2 separate regions of the Sus scrofa genome follow, and region 2 is linked to region 1. Evidence: chromatin contacts called from public HiChIP or PLAC-seq data. All regions are on one chromosome and are shown on one strand. Each heading gives the region's core, a stretch centred on a gene start, on an enhancer-like site or on the middle of the called end of the contact. The rest is flanking DNA. Distances are from core to core; before and after follow the strand shown. Region 1 has its middle 64 kb from the start of KLHL29. Region 2 has its middle 230 kb from the start of KLHL29.

Evidence for each region. HiChIP or PLAC-seq counts read pairs in DNA pulled down with a chosen protein or histone mark.
Region 2: a contact with region 1 is called in an H3K27ac HiChIP or PLAC-seq map of alveolar macrophages. The contact joins two enhancer-like sites. A contact is called at or near these places in 1 of 47 Hi-C or Micro-C datasets (embryonic fibroblasts) and 1 of 2 datasets of contacts at active chromatin or transcription factors (alveolar macrophages).

What each region holds. Positions count from the first base shown.
Region 1 is chr3:115,000,293-115,003,854 of Sscrofa11.1, forward strand. No RefSeq gene overlaps it. Among named protein-coding and RNA genes, the nearest start is that of KLHL29, 64 kb to the left of the region's middle. Within about 2 kb of position 1,434, at least 1 of the 83 cell types and tissues checked has an H3K27ac peak or open chromatin away from gene starts, as enhancers often do. A contact at or near this core is called in alveolar macrophages, where this site is marked.
Region 2 is chr3:115,162,683-115,166,331 of Sscrofa11.1, forward strand. No RefSeq gene overlaps it. Among named protein-coding and RNA genes, the nearest start is that of KLHL29, 230 kb to the left of the region's middle. Within about 2 kb of position 1,644, at least 25 of the 83 cell types and tissues checked have an H3K27ac peak or open chromatin away from gene starts, as enhancers often do. A contact at or near this core is called in alveolar macrophages, where this site is marked.

The sequences.
Region 1 (3,562 bases), core at 184-2,683:
TTTTAATTCTTCTTCTTCTTTTTTTTTTTTTTTAAACCGGAGCAAAATAAGGTTTTCTGTCTACGGGTTCTAGAGATGCAGATTCCCCGTGCAAATGAATTCGCCCCGACTGGTGGACACTGCAGCAGAGCCCCGCAGAGTTCTAAGCCTTCATTTTAGCGCAGTGTGTGTGGTGCCGAAACAGACTGATAATCCGCTATGCTGCATCGGCGTAGCTCTGCACAACGACTCCTCTCTGTGGCATGATGCTCTGGGAGGACTTTAGCCAATGGGACCATTTGTGTCACGACAGTCAGTAAAACAGGGATAGGGTCAGTCTGGGTCTGGAGGAAATTCTCACTAACTCTGCAAATGCTGATGGGGGAACAAATGATACCCAGGGGTATTGAACTCGCCTCTTTATGTTTATTTCCCTGAATTATTTTTAGCATTACAGACAGTTTCCAGTTAACAAATGGATTGGGTTCTGAAAGTTCATTTGTAATTTGGCTGTTTAGATTTTGGAACATACTTTCCCTATAAAAAACAATGTTATAAATGGTGATGAGATTCCCAGGCTAGTTCTGCAAAGCCTATTTAACCCATAATGTAGCTAAAAAACTGTCCTTCTGCCATGAAAAAAAAATGTTTAATTGCAACATGAGTAATTAAATGAAACAGGGAAAACCATTAAAACTGAATAAGAAGTAGATTTATGTTCATCTTGAATGACGCTGTTTGCAGAAAACCTAATTTAATTTAAGAAGAGGTCTTTCCAAGAGCTTTTTTGGGGAACAGCATGGGATTTATCCTAGGAGGGAGAGAGAGCCAGGGCGAGTCCGATCTGCAGCTACTGAATATTTGCATCATATAACTGGCTCCCTTTCCTGATTTTAGGCTCAGCAGAAAGTCTTCTGGTTAAACTTTGTTTTCCTACGTGGATTCTCACAGGGAGAGAGTCGCTGGGCAAAGTCCAGGAAGGTGGTCTTCTCGGGGTGGATTTTTGATTCTGAATCCACAGGTTAGCATCTGTCCTTGTGAATGTCCTGGGAACAGCAATGCTCCAGTCCCACTAGCCCTGGGGGCAGTGATGGGATCAAGCATTGGAGCCTTCAGGGCTGAGGTCCAAGTCCTGGCCAGTGCATTCTCAAGGCGACTGCATCCTGCGAGGTTCCTGCCTTCTCCCTGGCAACACGATCCTCACCAGGTGTCCCCTTTCAGACCTCCCTAGGCAGCTCTTGGTGTGGATGGCATGTGTGTATACATACCCAGATGTGTATACGTTACCACTGTGCCATGTTGATTCCTTACACTAGGCCATGCAGAAGAGTGGAACAGATTGGTCCTATCCTTTCTGTTTGAGGCATGCGAGCCTCAGCGGGAAGCTAGAGGGTGAATGACTGTGTTTATGTGTGTTGGCAACACTGGGGGTATATTGCAAAAATGACCACAAACACTTCCCATCCTTACATGCCTGCCCCTTTGCAGTGTGGTGTTGCAGCACCTCCTTGTAAGGGGCAGGGTTTCTTTTTGTCACTCCTTGGCCATGTGACTGCCTTGGCCAATAGGATTTTAGCCTATTGGTTAAATGGTTAGGAAAGCAATTGTGACTAAGCCTTACCCTCTTACTGCTCCTGGAAGCCCGAGACTATCATGTGAACACGCCTGTGATAGCTGGAGAGAGGATGCCAGGATGCACACAGAACTGAGACGCCTGGGCTGAGAGTTCTCTGAGCACAGATGTATGAATGAGGCCACCAGCCACTAGCCATCTTACCACTGAGAACAGACAAATGAGAGAGGCTAGCAAGGATCAGCTGAACTAGCCCAGCCCAGCCCAGCCAGAACTGATAACCTACCCACAGGACTGGGATGGTTTTAAGACACTAAGTTTGGGGATGGTTGTTATGCAGCAAAAGCTAGCTTATACACACAAATGGCTCCAGTCAACCACATCTTCCGACAACCTTTCTTTGGAAACCACAGCTGCTTTTTATCCAGACTATGGCTCATCCCTTACAAACATGGAAACGTATAAGACCTTCCTCCTTCTTTTTGCCCCTTTAGTCAGAAATATAAGAAATCAAGTCACCCAGGTCTGCCCTCCCCAAATTGTGGGCTTTGGAATGAGTGCTTGGGAAATCATGACACATTTCAACTTTGTACCCCCTTTGTGACCAATGGATGGGTTTCAAGTCAATGAAGATACAACCCAGACTGTGGCTGACACTTAAAGTGCCAGCAAAACCCATTAGCTCGGTACAAACATGCACAAGTCGTCTCACGATGCATTATCAGGGCCTGATAATGTATTGCAGAGGAGCTCTCCAATTCTTGTCCATGGAGTAGGAAACAACCTTCCAGAGCAAATCACGCACAGCCTGGGAATGCACCACAAAAGGAGCTTGAGTGATACTCCCACGTGAGCCCACTCAGTAGCCTCTGGCTTGCAACGTGAGTCCAAGAGGAAAGAGAGGTCTGCTTCTCACTCTGTAACTGGGCAAAAGCTGCTTTTATCCATTCATGGACCCCTAGAACTGCAGGAAAAGGGGGGCCACGTGGGGCCATGCGGTCATATGTGTGATTCCCCATAGGAACCCCAGATCATCTTTCCCAGCAGAAGCATGTCCCCGAGGAATTTAGGGTGCATGAGGAAGACGCTTCTAGGGTTGTTGCTATGATGACAGATGTCCCTAGTACTCAGAAATGTCACAAATCTGGGTGTTTGGGGCTCTGAGGATGGAGCCCACAGATTCCCACAGGCCCCTTTCAGTTTTCCCTGGGCCTGTGACACAGGCTAAGTTTCTCTCTTCCCAGTCCAGATTCATTTTCAAGGGCTTAGCTCCGAGGAACGATGGGAATGTTTCAGCATGAGTGCTCCTGACCACAAGGAGAAAAAGCCCCCAGTACATTTCACAGACATCAGCGAGGATTCTGCAAAGTCCATTCTTTCAAGAACAAAATTGCATTTTATGAAGCCGTCCCTTTTCTGTTTCATCTGTCAAGCAGGTTTGCTGAGAATAATTTAAATTTCATGCGGCAGCAACTGCAGGGCAGTGGTGCTTCCCTTCCATCCCAATACGGGAGTCACATTTGTTTCTGCTTCTCAGCAGCATGGGGGGGTGGGGGTGGGGGTGAGGTTGGGGTGGGGGAACAGGGTGCTGCCCCAGCTCTCAGCTTCACCTCCTGCCTCTTTAGTCAAGGGAGGAGACAGGCCAGTGAGTCTCCCTTCAGCCTACTTGCTTCAACTCACAAAGGGATGGGTTTCCTCCAAAGGTGTGGATACTTGGTCCCAATCTCTGATTTACCTTTTTAAAATTAACTTTTATTGAGTGCTTAACAAAATTAACTTTTATTGAATGCTGAACAAGTGGCAGGTACTGTCCTGTGCTTTTCTATGTGTGTTAATGTAATCTATCCTCACAACTCCTTCATGAAAAAATACTATCATTATTCCCATTTTATAGACCAACTGAGGCTTAAAGATGTATTCAGCTCCTACAGGGCAGAAGTAGGATTCAAACCCAGTTCTGTTTGACCCAAGAGCTTAAAGCGCTCGCCAGCTGTGCAATGCTGAATTGAC
Region 2 (3,649 bases), core at 394-2,893, 160 kb after region 1:
ATAAATTTTGTTCTCAATCCCCAAAGAAGTGTTTTGTATTTTCCCTTGTGGTCTCTTGATCAGAAAAAAAGGCAAGGAATACTTTTCATGCCACCTTTTGCCGACCCCACCCCAGCACCAACCACATTCTCCGAGGACAGATCTTCCCCGAGACCAACCAGGCTGTGTGGTTCACAGCTGGGCAAAGGGGAGACACAGGTGGGGGGGTTGAAAGAGGATGTGTGAGAGGGGTGCGCGGGCAACCCCTGAGAGCCAATACAGGCGGGGCTTTCACCAGGGACCCCAAGCCAAGGCCTTTAGAGGAGCACACGGGTGAGTGTCCTGGGAACACGTGAGTGTGATGTGCAGGCAACACGGAGCAAAGGTCATTTGTGTGGCTCCGATCTGAATGCACCATCATTGCACATCCTGCACACATCTTAGGAAACCACCCCTGCTTCCATGTGACGATAACCAACACGAGAGCAGAAATTCCCCAGGGTCTGCACTTTTTCACCCGGCACAGATTGAAACAGCACAGGATTCACAGGAGAGGCTCGTCACCCGACCTGCTGCTCGCACCCTCCTTGCACGCTCGTGATACCGTTTCCAGGCTCCAGGGCTTGGGGATCCAGTCCTAGCTCTGCCTCTCACTGCCCATGGTAGACGGCGTTTCCCTTCTCTGGGCCTTGCTCTATCAAACTGTGACTTGTGCCCAGCAGTGGCCTAGGCTTTTAGAGGAAAATCGGCAAAGGAATATAAACAAAAAGTGAGGTGATGGATCCCTTAGGAACACACAGTCGGCTGGGGACCCCTAAGAACCTGGGTCACGGGCTCCTCCCAGAGGAAGCTGTGAAGGACAGACTGAATCTGAACTTGGCAGAGAGCTGGGCAAACCTTCTACTAGATACAAAATGGGGGCTGGGGGCAGGGGGTGGGCAGAGGTGACTTCAGCCTGGGCAGAGAGTGGCTCCTTGGAGCCAGCTGACAGTTCGTCTATCACCAATACACCCTCCTGGCCTCCAGCCACGTCAGGGACGTTGTTCCCCCGGCCCACGGGTGGGTGGGCGAGACTCATCAGGCCCCGACTTGCTGAGATGGGTTCCAAACTCCATTCCTCTGTCCTGTGAGAATCAGACTGGGGGCCTCTGGCCAGGGAGCCGACCACAAAGGGGCTCGAGCACCCCCCAGCTGTGACAGCAACATCCCTCAGAGGTGAATTCGGAGTAATGCATCCTTTAGAAGTCACAGTGCAAGCCCACGCTGGCCTTCCGAGCTTACCCCTCACAGGGGAGAGTGGGTCTATTAGCTGCATTGAGCTTGTGAGCTGGGGAACTTGGGACGGGGGTCGGGGTGGACAGGGGGAGGCATCTGAATGAAAGGAGGGTGACCACCATCAATCCCCCTGCCGTGGGAGAGCCTCCGAAAGCCCTGCTCCCAGGGGCTTCCCAGTGCCCACGGCTGCCCTGACCAGCGCCGCCCCCCACCCCCGCCCCGTGTCCCCACAGCTCTCTACTGAAGGCCGCAGTTCCAGTGTCACCCACGCTCTCTCCTCCTGTGTCATCTACGTCACACGATGAGGCACCGCCCAGGAATGCGGACACAGGGGAGACAAGCGAATTCAGCTTTCACACAGATGAACTTTGTCTGCATTCCTGGAAGGCAGGAATTACCCCCACCCTCATCCCCTTGCAGGCCCGTTACAGGCAGGACGTAGGGCAGCAGAGCTATTATTAGTGTCTTATATGAGGTGGCTGTGTTCCAAGAGATGAAGTAACTTGCCTAAGATTTCGCCATTTCCGGGTGGCCCAGCTAGGATGCTGAGCCCAGACCCACCTGGCAGGGAAGGCCATGGCTCATGAGCACAAGGCTAGTGACTTCAGGAGAGGCGATGCTGCTCAGAAATGTGGGGCCCTGACCTCAGAGTCAGACGGCGGACTCCGCAGAGGATGGGTCTTAACAGAGAGGGCAAGGTCACAGGAAAGCCAGTGTCACTCTCGGGCTGCAGTCTCAGATGGGGGTTCACCCGGCTACAGAAAGAACATGTCAGTCGGCCCTGAGGCTGCCAACCAGAGAGGAAGGGGCCGAGCTGGGGACCGGCTACCCCTGTCCCTACACCCTGGCATCTGGTCAGCTCTGCAGGTGGCCGCCTGAGCTGGGGAGGGGCAGTCACGGTGCAAGGACACTGACCTTTGAGACCGTCCACCAACCTCCTGTCCCCAATGCAGAGTCACCAGGCAGCCTCCCGAGAGAGATGCAGCTTCTCTTGTGACGCACCTTTGGGGAAGCCATCGATTCAGTACCAACGCGAGTGTCTGGCCCAGTGGCTGCCATACTTTTGGTGTAAATCACCCAAATGCCATGATCTGGAGACTGTTCAACTCTGGGGAAGCTGCCAGTCTAGTAGGAAAATCCCAGCATGGAGAGCCTGCTTGACAACCCCAACCGGTGGGGACACTCCAGGCGGCCAGCTAACACCCTCACTCACTGCCCCCTGTCCCCAAACCCTGTACCACTCCGTGTCCATCCACAGGAGCGTGGGCACACCCACGGTGGTACAGGCCACGGAATCCTACTTAGCAGTAAGGAAGGAACTACTGGGACACGTGTCAAGGTGGAGAAATGGCACATGGAGTCTGCTGAGCGAAACCAGCGGCCACAGGGCCCGCACTGAATGCTTCTGTTCATATGACAGTCAACAGCAGGCAAAGCTCTTCCACAGTGACTGACATGCTTGGAGGGGCCGCACGGGATCCTCCCCGGGGGACGAAAATGTTTCAGATCTCGTTTTGGATGGTGGCTACACAGGTGTACACAGTTATCGAAACTCAGTGAACCAAATGCTTAAGATCGTGGATTTTATCGTATCGCCTCAACGATTATACCTCGGATAAGTAAATAAACACAAGGCCCAGCACAGGGTAGGGTATACGGCAAGTGCTGAGATTGCTGAACTGTTAAAAGCAAATGCCCCTTTCCCCTGAGCAAATTCTTGACAGAATTTCTTAGGAGAACCCACTTGGAATATGTTTAGAAGTCTTTGTTATCGTGGTGGTGGTAAACACAAACAACAAAATTTACCATTTTAACCACTTAGGTGTGCAGTGCAGCAGCATTAAGTACATTCACACTGCTGAGCAAACGGCACCACCATCCATTTCCAGAACTGATCCGTCTTCCCAAACTAAAACTGTACCCACTGAACAACATCTCCCCATTCCCCTCTCCCTCAGCTCCTGGCATCTACCATCCTACTTTCTGTCGATAAATTTGACTATTCTAGGTTCTTCTCATATGCAGAATCCTGCAATATTTGTTTTTAGTACTCACTTATTTCACTTAGCATAATGTCGTCAAGGTTCATCCATGTAGGAAGCTTGTGTCAAAAGGCCCTTCCTTTTCAAGGCTGAATAATATTCCTTTGTGTGTATATAACAAATGCTATTTATCTATTCGTCCAGTGATGAATACTTGGGTTGCTTCCACCTTGTGGCTATGGTGAATAATGCTGCTACAAACATGGGTGTACAAATGTTTGAGTCCTTGTTTTCACTTTTTTGGGTATCTACCCAGAAGAAGAATGATAGGATTATATGCCAATTTTATGTTTAATATTTTGAGGAACCTCTATATTGTTTTCCTGGGTGGTCACACCATTTTATATTGCCAC